4 separate regions of the Mus musculus genome follow, and regions 2, 3 and 4 are each linked to region 1. Evidence: chromatin contacts called from public HiChIP or PLAC-seq and promoter capture Hi-C data. All regions are on one chromosome and are shown on one strand. The core of a region is the stretch at or near the end of the contact, and the rest is flanking DNA. Distances in the headings are between cores, read along the strand shown.

Evidence for each region. Promoter capture Hi-C pulls out the DNA fragments that hold promoters and counts their contacts. HiChIP or PLAC-seq counts read pairs in DNA pulled down with a chosen protein or histone mark.
Region 2: a contact with region 1 is called in a promoter capture Hi-C map of pre-B cells, with 4 times the contacts expected there. The contact joins the promoter of Slc44a2 here to the promoter of Angptl6 in region 1. A contact is called at or near these places in 3 of 39 promoter capture datasets (erythroid cells, liver and pre-B cells) and 2 of 9 other capture datasets (adipose tissue and liver).
Region 3: a promoter capture Hi-C map of second pharyngeal arch cranial neural crest shows a contact between it and region 1. The contact joins the promoter of Zfp266 here to the promoter of Angptl6 in region 1. A contact is called at or near these places in 2 of 39 promoter capture datasets (pre-B cells and second pharyngeal arch cranial neural crest) and 1 of 9 other capture datasets (embryonic stem cells).
Region 4: a contact with region 1 is called in an H3K27ac HiChIP or PLAC-seq map of microglia, with 6 times the contacts expected there. The contact joins the promoter of Pde4a here to the promoter of Angptl6 in region 1. A contact is called at or near these places in 7 of 39 promoter capture datasets (the C10 cell line, cranial neural crest, embryonic stem cells and 4 more), 1 of 15 datasets of contacts at CTCF or cohesin (the NIH/3T3 cell line), 4 of 484 Hi-C or Micro-C datasets (bone marrow-derived macrophages, embryonic stem cells and regulatory T cells), 8 of 115 datasets of contacts at active chromatin or transcription factors (bone marrow-derived macrophages, craniofacial prominence, embryonic limb bud and 4 more) and 3 of 9 other capture datasets (adipose tissue, liver and pancreatic islet).

The regions. Positions count from the first base shown.
Region 1 is chr9:20,878,318-20,881,049 of GRCm38.p6, forward strand. It overlaps Angptl6 (angiopoietin-like 6), which reads right to left and starts at 1,393. Exons shown (of 6, transcript NM_145154.2): 1 at 1,286-1,393; 2 at 1-286. The coding sequence starts at 277.
Region 2 is chr9:21,319,379-21,322,110 of GRCm38.p6, forward strand. It overlaps Slc44a2 (solute carrier family 44, member 2), which reads left to right and starts at 1,341. Exons shown (of 23, transcript NM_001359227.1): 1 at 1,341-1,473. The coding sequence starts at 1,443. Gm39302 (predicted gene, 39302) reads right to left here and starts at 1,736. Exons shown (of 2, transcript NR_166671.1): 1 at 1,212-1,736.
Region 3 is chr9:20,520,050-20,522,781 of GRCm38.p6, forward strand. Zfp266 (zinc finger protein 266) reads right to left here and starts at 1,370. Exons shown (of 9, transcript NM_001082485.1): 1 at 1,295-1,370; 2 at 971-1,070.
Region 4 is chr9:21,164,373-21,167,104 of GRCm38.p6, forward strand. It overlaps Pde4a (phosphodiesterase 4A, cAMP specific), which reads left to right and starts at 1,342. Exons shown (of 15, transcript NM_183408.3): 1 at 1,342-1,860. The coding sequence starts at 1,556. Gm36118 (a long non-coding RNA gene) reads right to left here and starts at 1,296. Exons shown (of 3, transcript XR_870565.1): 1 at 557-1,296.

The DNA.
Region 1 (2,732 bases), core at 143-2,642:
GACTGTGCTCGCGCAGTGCGCGCACCTCGTCCGCGAGCGCACCACCCTCCGCCGCACGCCTTTGCAGCGCGCGCAGCAGCTCCTCGTGGCGACCCAGGCGCATGCGCAGCGTGGCCAGTTCGCTGTCTTGGGTGGCTTCTGAGCTCCTGCAGACGGCGCTAGTTGCCTTCTGCGGGGACAAAACTAGGGTGACGCGGCAACGCGCGGCACCTCCGAGCGCCCTCCAAGCGCCCAGCAGAAGCAGCAGTTGCAGCTTGCGTAGCCTGGCGGTCCCCATGGCCGTCACCTGCAGTGAAGAGGAAAGAGACTACTGTTTTAGCCTAGACGGGTCCCAAAGCTCCAAGGTAGCCAAGGAGAGCTAAAGTATTGATCCCTGGGCGTCACTTCCTACGGTTGTACTCCACAACAGAGCTGGGCTGCAGCTCGCAGCGCAGATTGTCCGTTTACCACAGTTCATACAACAACCAGAATCATTTTACACCCCAAATCCCTCTCCATCCTCGGTTCCGGACACTTGGACCTGGTCACCTCTCCCCTCAGAACCTTCGGTGGCCCCCACTTAAAGAGAAAACTTCCATTTTGCGTGGGGGGCGGGGCGTGCAGGGGATGGAACATCCATCACTCATGCTGGGCCCCTCTTTTCTAATTTGAGACATGGTGTCACTAGTAGCCCAGTCTGTTACCGAACTAGGTTAGGATGCTACTGCCTGGGCCTCTTCATCCCTAGATGGCTTGTGTGTGCCACCATACCAGGTTAATATTCGTGACTCCCCACTCCTGCCCTGCAGAATTCACACCCAGGGCCCTATGCCACCACTCCCAGGCACTCGGGCACACACTTGGACCTGCTCAGAAGAAACCACAAGTGCAAAGGTCCTGGAATTGGATCTCATTTCAGATGTGCTGAAAAGAAGACATAGCAAAGAGGCCTGTGGGGTGGCATAGAAGGGAAGTGAGAGAGCCGTGGAAACTTCTGAGCTAGAGGCAAGGTACATCAACTACAGTGGCTGCTCATCAGGCGTCAGCTCCCAAGCACTGGGCAGTCTTGGGCACATGTGGCCGCCTTCGTTGGCAAGCTTGGAGTAAATGAGAGACCTGGGAGCCTCCCTGTGCCCCCCCACACACAACGTATACACACACACACACACATACACATACATACATACGCACATACATATACATGCACATACATAGACAACATACATACACACCCGTACACACACAATCAAGACCAGATGCACTCTACAAACAGCATCTACCTACATCCACTCCTACCCACTCTCACCTCTCACAGCCCAGACGCTGGCTCCAGTGAGGTTTGCGGCAATTCCACAAAATCTGAGGAAGGCCTGAAGGACCAGGACGAAGGACCGGGAGTCCTTCTGGGTGAGTATCTGGGTGCAGGAGACTGAAAAGACAGAAGCCGAGAGAAGACTTGGAAACCACCCATCCCCCAGAGCATGGATGGAGCCTGGGAGCACAGCAAGTGTAAATATTTAGTATTTCCAGTGTGAGAACCCTGGGCAGAATAGCCAGATCCCCTTGCCCAGGCCTCCGGAGCATGATAACAGAGGCCACTGCCCTACGAGTCTCTTCCTTTCTCTCAGGCTCACAGAGCATGGGAGGCCCTAGGCCCTGGTAGACTTGTGGGCTCCAGACTCAGACAACCATGACAATGATGATGTATCAGTGAGTACCCTGATGCCTGGCGCTGGGGACACCCTTAAAGGGGTAAAACTTTCTCATTTAACCCCAGCAGCCAGTAGAGGTGTGAGCCCCTGCCTAGAATCCCCCAGTGAGGGGCTGGGGGTGTAGCTCAGTAGTAGGACACTTACAAAGTCCTTGGTACCCAATATTGCCAGAAGAAACAAAACCTTAGGATGTGGTAGCACAGACTTAATCACAGTACCTGGGAGGCAGCAGCAGTTGGAGCTCTGTGAGTTCCAAGCCAGCCAGTGAGCCCCTGTCTTAAAAGGGAGTGGGAGTGGGTGTTAGATCGGAACTGATGAAGGCAACATGGAAATAAAAGCCAGCATCAGCTCAACAGAGCAGGCAGTCCTTTACTAGAGAAATGGAGATTGTACGAGGGGCAGGGGGCTTGGAATGTTAGAGGACACAAAAGGGAACATTGCGGAGGAAGATTTTATCTGAGGGTTGTTTTATGTTGACTTATTAGTCGTTAGTCTTCTCCTGGCTCCTGCCTGCAGATGCTCTCATTACTATGTTGGCTTTCTTGTCAGACAAGATGTTTCTGTCCATATGCTACCCAGCAAGTTTTGGAGCTGTCCGAGGCTCTTTGCTTTAGATCCTTGTCTTAGTCATGGTTCTTCTGCTGTGAAGAGACACCATGACCAACTTATACAAGAAAGCATTTAATTGGGGGCCTGGTTACAGTTTCAGAGGGTGAGTCTATAACCATTATGACAGGGAGCATGGCAGCAGACAGACAGATAGACAAACATGATCCTGGAGCAGTAGCTGAGAGCTTGCATGCTACACATAAGCAGGAAGCAGAGGAGTGACCTTTTTGTTTGGCTTCAGACCCTGGGACAGGGGACAGTGTGTGTGTGTGCACACACACACGCGAGCATGCACATGTTTTGCATACCAAAGCAGACCTGGCTTCTTTTTTTTTCTTTCTTTCTTTTTTGTTTCTTTGGTTTTTCAAGACAGGGTTTCTCTGTGTAGCCCTGGCTGTCCTGGAACTCACTTTGTAGACCAGGCTGGCCTCA
Region 2 (2,732 bases), core at 91-2,590, 440 kb after region 1:
CCAGCAACTTCTAAGGTTGCTTTTTTTCTTTTCTTTTCTTTTCTTTTTTTTTCTTTCTGTTTTTATCGAGACAGGGTTTCTCTGTATAGCCCTGGCTGTCTTGGAACTCATTTTGTAGACCAGGCTGGCCTCGAACTCAGAAATCTGCCTGCCTTTGCCTCCCAAGTGCTGGGATCAAAGGCGTGCCCCACCACGCCTGGCTTAGGTTAACCATTCTTTATTTTCTCAAGATTTATTTCTTTATTGTATATAATAGTGTTCTGCTTGCATATATGCCTGCATGCCAGAAGAGGGCACCAGATCTCATTATATATTGTTGTGAACCACCATGTGGCTGCTGGGAATTGAACTCAGGTCCTCTGAAAGACAGGATCTGGAAGAGAGCAGGCAGTGCTCTTAACCTCTGAGACATCGCTCCAGCCCTAATCATTGTTATTCTAGAACTTATTTTAGATCATGTCTGTCAACATTTCAAACCTTCCACTGATCAAAGAAAATTTTTGTTTATTGAGACTGGGTCTCACGTACCCCAGGCTGTCCTCAAACTCCTGTGTAGCTAAGGCTAGCCTGGAACTACTGTGCCTCCTTCTTCATCTCCCAAGTGCTGGAATGATAGGTGTTTTTCAAAACTACCTTTTAAGGTTGGACATGGTGGCATACACCTTTAAACCCCACACTCAGAGATAGAGGCATGGGTATCTCTCTTAGTCTGGTCTACATAGCAACTTTCAGGATAGCTAGGACCCCAGGGAGGCTCAGTCTCAAAATAATAATAATAATAATAATAATAATAATAATAATAATAAAGGAGATCCTGCAGCTTCTGCCTCCCCAGTGCTGGGATTGGAAGATTAAAGTCGTAAACCTCCTACCCAGAGGCCCAGGGACATGCCACTCCTTCTCTTTTATTCCTTTCTGACTTGTGTTCAAACTCTCAAAATCTTACCAATAGGATGAATGAGCACATGACAACTTTTTCTGCATCCCTAGCTCAGTCAGCGCTCAGTACCTGGACAAAGAATGACTTGCTGAGCGGTGGTTGAGCACACCTTTAATCCCAGTATTTGAGGCAGACAGATCTCTTGAGTTCCAGGCCAGCCGTGTTACAGAGTTCCGGTACATCCAGGGCTGCACAGAGAAACCCTGTCTAAAAACAAAACAAAAACAAACCCACAAAACCCAAAACAACAACAACAAAAAGAATGACTGACCAGCAGATGCAACACACTAATTGTCCACAGAGAGAGCGGACTGGAAACCAGAAGGTGGCTGCCCCCCAACGCCCCTCCCTGGGCACGCCCCTAAGGGGCGGGGCTGTCTTGGGCGTGCGCGCTGGGGGCGGTGTCAGGCGGGGCAGGGCGGGGCCAGCAGCGCGCGGTGTCTCCCGCCCGCTTGGGTTGGGGTCGCGCTGGCTTCGGACTCAGCTCTCCTCGGTTGAGGCCATGGAGGACGATCGGAAGGACGCAGTCTATGGTAGGAGTAGCCTCCGGCCTGTAGGTCGCCTGTGCTGACTTGGGAAGGAGGGGGTTTTGAGGAAGGGCAACATCTGAGAGCCTTAAAACAAAACACTCGTGGCTGCAGGCAGTACGAAGGCCCTTCTGTCCGCGTCCTCAGGCCTCTGCATCCCGCGCTGGCTCAGCCGGAGCTCTTGGCCCTAGCCCAGGTTGTCCCCCGTGTCTCTTTTCGGGGATCTTCAAGCTTACTCCCTTCCTGAGCGATGAGCCGGGACTTATGGCGCATGCTCCTCGCCTGGAGGTCCCGTTATCTGGGAGAATTAGGTGATGGGCGGGGGAGGGGATGCGAGGCGATCTTAGCTTGGGGTGTGGGCAAGAATGGGGCCCGACCTCGCCACATGTCCCGTCTCCTTAAGACCCAAGTGTCCTCCACATCTTCGCCATTTACATCCAGAATAGCGACTCCAAGCTTAGTACTAGATGGGGAAACTGAGGCAAGGCTGAAGAGTCCCGTATAACTGGAATTAGGTGCCTAATGCGACAGGGAAGGTCAGAGACGAGGCGGGCAGGCGGGGAGCAATGCAGAAACTTTCCCTGCCTGTGCTGATTGTTGCAGGTGCCTGTAATTTTAAGGGTTCCAGGAGACCCGGACCTCAGTAAGGCCTGAGGTGGCCTTAGCCACTTGGAGCTGGGGGTGGGGCCAAGATGCGGATTTCTCACCCTACCCGACTCCGGGTTCCCACGGACTGGGTGTTGAACTCTGAGCCTCCTTCCTCTTATCTATTTTAGGTTCCTTGGGCCTAAATCGGCCACAAGCCTTAAGAGGCATAGCTGAGACTCTGGCAGAGGGGCTCTATCCCTCCCCCTGATATACCACTTTGTGTGACTGGAACTTCCTGGAAACTGCTAGACTCTAGAGTCTTGGGGAGGGGGCCGGAAATGGTTCAAAAATAACTAGAAAAGCAAGTAGGCTCTCTGCCTTCCTCCTCTTTCCTGGGTCTGTGCGGTCCAGGGGGAGGAAAAAAAAAGAATAGACAGGTCCCAGAGGCTGTGACACACCCTTCCTGGCCTAAAGGAAGGTAGCAAGACCTAGCCTTTCAGGGCTCTCCCAGCTTGAAGTTGCCAGCCCCCAGACCACTAGAAGGTCTGAAGCCCCAGGCTCTTGGGTTGCTGTGCAACTATTGAGTGCTTCTGGCTGTCTCTGGTGTGGGATTCTTGGTCTGGGAGCCTGAGTATGCTTGGGTATCACACCTGAGAGAATCTTTGGTCTTCTCGAGG
Region 3 (2,732 bases), core at 120-2,619, 360 kb before region 1:
TACGGCTCTTCCAGAACCAGAGATCTGGTTCCCAGCACCACACCGGCACCGCACCAGGTGGCTCACAACCTCCTGTAACGCAGCTGTAGGGAGCCAAGGCCCTTTGTGACATCCAGGGGCACTGCACTCAAGGCAGAAACCCACACCCCACACATAAACAGATAACAACTTAAAATAGATTAAATAACAGCAAAAATGCCTTAAAGAGGTCTTGGTTTATAGCTCAGTAAGAGAGCTTACTAAACATGCACAAAGCCCTAGATTCAATTCCCACTATTAGAAAAACAAAGAAACTTTGAAAAGATCTTAGATGCAAAAACACCCAAAAACTTATAACAATGAAGAATTCTGATTTCACACAAAGAAGATATTAGATAATATTAATTTTTTATTATCTTGGCTGAAAGATCAGTATTTACGGTCTTACTGGGTCAGTATCTTCTTTTTTTTTTTTTTTAGAAAATGTATTACCCCGTTATGTAAAAAAATCATGCCTGAAATTCCCAACCTATTCTCAAATAGTTCAACATAAACTGTATTTTAATTTTCCTTGAAAAACCAACCAGTTTAATCAGTACTAACCTAACAAAGCCTCCATTTTTTAAAGTCTGCAAGGAGGCACAGGCCTACAACATTCAGACAATAGCTAACTATTTGGGCTAGGGTGTAGCTCAGCAGGAGAGTGCTTAGCATCATGAGGCTCTGAGTTGCGGCCCCAGCATCAAATCAAGAGTAACTTGTTATCCTTACTTTTCTTCAACACAAAGACCCGGGTCTTTGTACGTTTATATTTATATACAGATAAATGCACTCTGCGAAAGTCTACAACGAAGTTGCCTTTTTAAAAAAATCAGAATGCAATGTGTCTCAGGTAAACATAGGTCCCACGAAAGCGAAATAATCGGATAAAGCATTCCTTTCCATACACACACAAAAAGAAAAACAAGAGGAAAAGGCTGCCCTCACCCACCTTTCAGCCAAAGCTCGGCTCCCCCAAACAGAATCGCCCGGTCCAAGAATGGAAAATGCAGCGTCTCAATGTGATACCAATGGCGAAAAGTCTATTCTTTCTGGGGAGGAAAATAATTCCACGAAGGTTACTTTACACCGGCTTTAGAAGAAAGGTGGGTGCAAACAGCTCAGGGCTGAGTCGGGATGCGCACTCGGGCCGCGGCACCCGGGAAGGCTGCAGAGCCCGGGAAGCCGCGGGACCCCGCGAGCAGAGCTCGGCCCGCCTCCCCGCACAGGCCTACCGAGTCCTCGCCCTCCCCGCGCCGCCCCCGCAGCTCCTCACCGAATCCTCACCGAGCGCTGCGTGGAGAGCCCTCGGACAAACGCCGAGAAGGACTCAGAGCTCGGAGAAAAGGGGGGGCTGGCCGTGACGTCACTTCCATTTCCGGCTCGGAGTTCTCAGCCACGTTGGAGCTCTCCAAGCTGGAGAGAAAAACTTGTTTGTTCCAGCGTCCCGACAGTTGCACCCTTTTTCGGGTGGGTTCATAAGGGGCGTTGAGACAGGAAAAGAGCCGAGAGGTCGAGATCAGAAGCGAGACCTTGAAGGGGGAGCAGTGCGGGGGCGGGGCGAGAGGCGGGACCAGGCCGGGGTGCGCCTCGGTTGATGGCGGACCGGTGGGGCGAGGATGGGTGTGGGGACGCCCCGGTGGAGATGCTGCTGACAAAAGCTTTTCTCTCCCGCCTCTCCCTCACGCTCGCGATGCCCTTAGCCATGTTGCACAATCTGCCAACCCAGGAAAAATGATCCGTTTGGTCCATTCAGTTAGTGCTGTCTCCAGACACCTTTATGTCGACCTGTCTTTGTGTGTCTCTGGACTCTGCTAACACCTCAGTCCTTGATTCCATCACGTTTTCACCACCCAGGGCTGTTAGTAGAGCCCGGACTAGCATCACGAAGCCCTGGGATCCATCGCCAGTACCGTAGATGGTACTAGTGGTGCTTGGGAGAAGAAGACAAAGTTCAAGGCCATCCTTGGCTACATAGTAAATTCAAGGCCAGTCTGTCTGGGATACATGAAACCCTGTATCCAAAATGCTTAGTTCCTAACATCTTTTCCTGATTTTTCGTGATAATGGGGTGTGTGTATGTGTGTGCATGGTTTAACAGAGTAAGCAGGCATGTACATGGCAATGTATGGAGGTCAGGGGACAACTTTCAGGCGTCCGTTATCACCATGGGTTTCAGCAATGGAAGTCAGCTTCTCTTTCACCCACTGAGCCAGCTTTTTGGCCCAAACGACTTAATTTTTAGAGACAGTTTAACAGCTTGGGTGTTTTCTATTTTTGGAATAATTCAGAGTAAAACTAGGTCAGGCATAGTGATATGCACCTTTAACAGCCCTCAGGAGGCAAACACAAGTGGATCTCTGTGAGTTCAAGGCCAGAAAGAGTTATAAACTACTTCATAGTTTCACATGGATCCTATATGGATACTAGCTTTGTGTGTGTGTGTGTGTGTGTGTGTGTGTGTGTGTGTGTGTGTGTCTCATATGGCTGTGACTGTGAATATAAGACATGAACCTAGAAAGGGGACCATGAATGGGAGATCAAAAGATGTTTTAAAGAAATGGAGAAGTTGGTCTGGAGAGATTGCTCAGTGGTTAAGAACCTTTGTTGCTCTTCCAAAGGACCCTGGTTCAGTTCCCAGTACGCATATGGCAGCCTACAAGTGTCTGTAACTCCTTTTCCAGTATACCTGATACCTCTTTTGTTCTCCATGG
Region 4 (2,732 bases), core at 92-2,591, 290 kb after region 1:
TTCTGAGGGCGGGGGACGCGGGGAAAAGGCTCCGATTGTTTACTCGCCTGAAAACGTCAGGGGTGGGTTTCACCCTCCAATGCTCTCCTATCCCAGCTACCCCTCCCACCTGCCTCAGTTTACCTTTCGAAGAACAGCTTAAAGTCTTTAAAAATTAAAAGAAGAGGGGGCGGCGATTGGGCCAGCGGGATTCTCAGTGGGTAAGGGCGTTTGCCTCCAAGCTTGCCTATTTGAATTCGATTCCCAAGGCCCACTAGGGAATCGTTAGGAGAGAACTGACTTCTGCAGAATGTCCTCTGTCCTCTCCTATCCTCGGCATCTAATGGGTATTCGCAAGGACTGAGGGTGCACAGCTGGACCAAATCTTGCTGCAGTAGTTGAGATATGTAGCATTTGGATGATGAAGTGGGAGACTCGAGTTCCCATACACACACACACACACACACACACACACACACACACACACAAATAATGTAATTTAAAAATTCTGAAAGATAAGAGGTAGCGATACCTATATATTAGTCACAGGGGGACCCAAAGGGACACACTCCCATACCTCCAGATGCCTCCAGGCCGACCATACACCAACATGCGTCCTCAGTCACAGACAACTGAGGAAGAATCACGTGCACAACTCGCACCAGCATCCTCCCATTATAATGACAATACAGCGCCGGAGTGCGTGGGAAGGTGTGCACAGTCCTGGGCCACCGGAACAGACCCCACGGGACGCTCCGCCCTCCCGACGGGTCGTACACGTGCGCGCGCCTTCTTACACCCCCCCGACAGCAGCAGCGGGAGCAGTCACCACGTGCGCGCACACACTTCCAGGCGTCATCGAAAACATAGACAACCCTCGGAAGGGGCCACGTGCGCTCACATCCCGCCAGGCGGTGGAGGAGCCACACGCTGTCATTGGTCCTGCGTGCAATACTGTTAGCTTGCAGACACCGCGTCCTGGTGGCACGAGGACCACTCCCGCAAAAGGGGACCTGGGATAAAGGGTGACAGGGGTTCTAAAAACGAGGATACGACAGCCCCTGACTCCGCCCTAGCCTTGATGGATGCGGCTGAGTGACACCCCGCCAACCAGTCGGATGTCTTCGTCCCGATGCCATTAACCCTTTAACTCTTCGGTCCCTGTGCGTTGTTTGCTGCTCCAAAGGGCTCTTGGAGATTGGCGCGCGTTGGCGCCCCCTCCCCGGCGGGAATGGGTTGTGCGTGGGTGTGGAGGACCGCCACCCTCCTCTCCTTGGAGGAGGAGGGGGTGGCGCTGTGACAGTCGCCAGGCGGGCGGGCGGGTGGGGGGGCAGGGAGGGGCGGGCCGGGGCGGGGAGTCGCGGCTGGCGCCGGGTTCCGAGAGCGCAGCGGGCTCCAAGCGCCAGGAGGACACCGGCGCCGCCGCCGTCCGCGTTCTCCGTCCTTGGGCGCCATGGCCCCACTGAGGCCAGGAGCTCCCGTGGGTCCCCAAGCACCTCGGCCGTGGCGCCACTGAGCTCGGACAGGCCAGGGGACGTTTTTGCCCCCGGGCACCCCACAAGACAGAGCGGGAGCCATGGAGCCTCCGGCCGCCCCCTCGGAGAGGAGCCTGTCTCTCTCTCTTCCCGGGCCCCGAGAGGGCCAGGCCACCCTGAAGCCGCCCCCCCAGCACCTGTGGCGGCAGCCGAGGACCCCGATCCGCATCCAGCAGCGCGGCTACTCGGACAGTGCCGAGCGCTCAGAGCCAGAGCGCTCGCCGCACCGGCCCATAGAGCGCGCCGACGCCGTGGACACTGGCGACCGGCCAGGCCTGCGGACTACCCGCATGTCCTGGCCCTCGTCCTTCCACGGCACCGGTACCGGCGGAGGCAGCAGTAGGCGGTGAGACTCCCCCGGCGAGCGGAGCGCACAAGCGCTCGAGGGGCGCCACGCGCAATGCTGGCCAAAGGGGGCGCTGTGGGGCGGATGGGGGGGCCAGCGTGACCCGCGTGGGTGGAGAGAGGGGGCGCCACTGCACCAGAAGCCCTTTAACTTATGGGATACCCAGGGTAAAGTTGAGGGTCGGGGGGATCCATGCTGTTTTAGGGCTCTCTACAAGCTTAGCCAGTAATGGTACAGAGCAGCTGCTGGAATGGGAGTACCTCTTGGAGAGACTGACTGAGGCTGGACTAATTGTGGGGTGTCCTAGGGAACATTCGATAAGGGGTGACTGAAGAACCACGCTGGATACTTCCCATGGGGTAGCACACTAGACGCTAGTGGGTGGAGAATTGGATCAGGGCAGCCCTACAGTAGCTGGTGTTAGTCCAGGCTGTATTATGACTTGGAACAAGCCCTAGCCAGGCAGTTAGGGCTTCATGGCACCCCAAGGTGCCCCATGGACCTGTGCCAAGGGCATGTGAGGTCCCATCAAAGAAGAATTCCCACCTTTCTGAAGTGACAGATGAAGGTGTGTAGAGTAGCTGGGATTCCTGCCATGGTAGCCTCAGGGAGGGGTCTTCAGTTGTGTGTGACAGGCTGGGGCTGCCTGTACTTGGGGCTCTGCCTAACTCTGCTATGAAGACAGTGATTGTGACAGTGGCATTGTGCTTCTGGGCTTCTGTAACTGTCCCAGGGTGACTATGTTGGTGTCTGTCACAGAGCTGTAACAGCATGGCTGTATCTGTACTCCACAGAGTGCAGTTGTGACATGATGACAGTGATGGCTGGCTCTGCCATAGTGTCTGTGGTGGTGACAGAGTAACTGTGTCCTT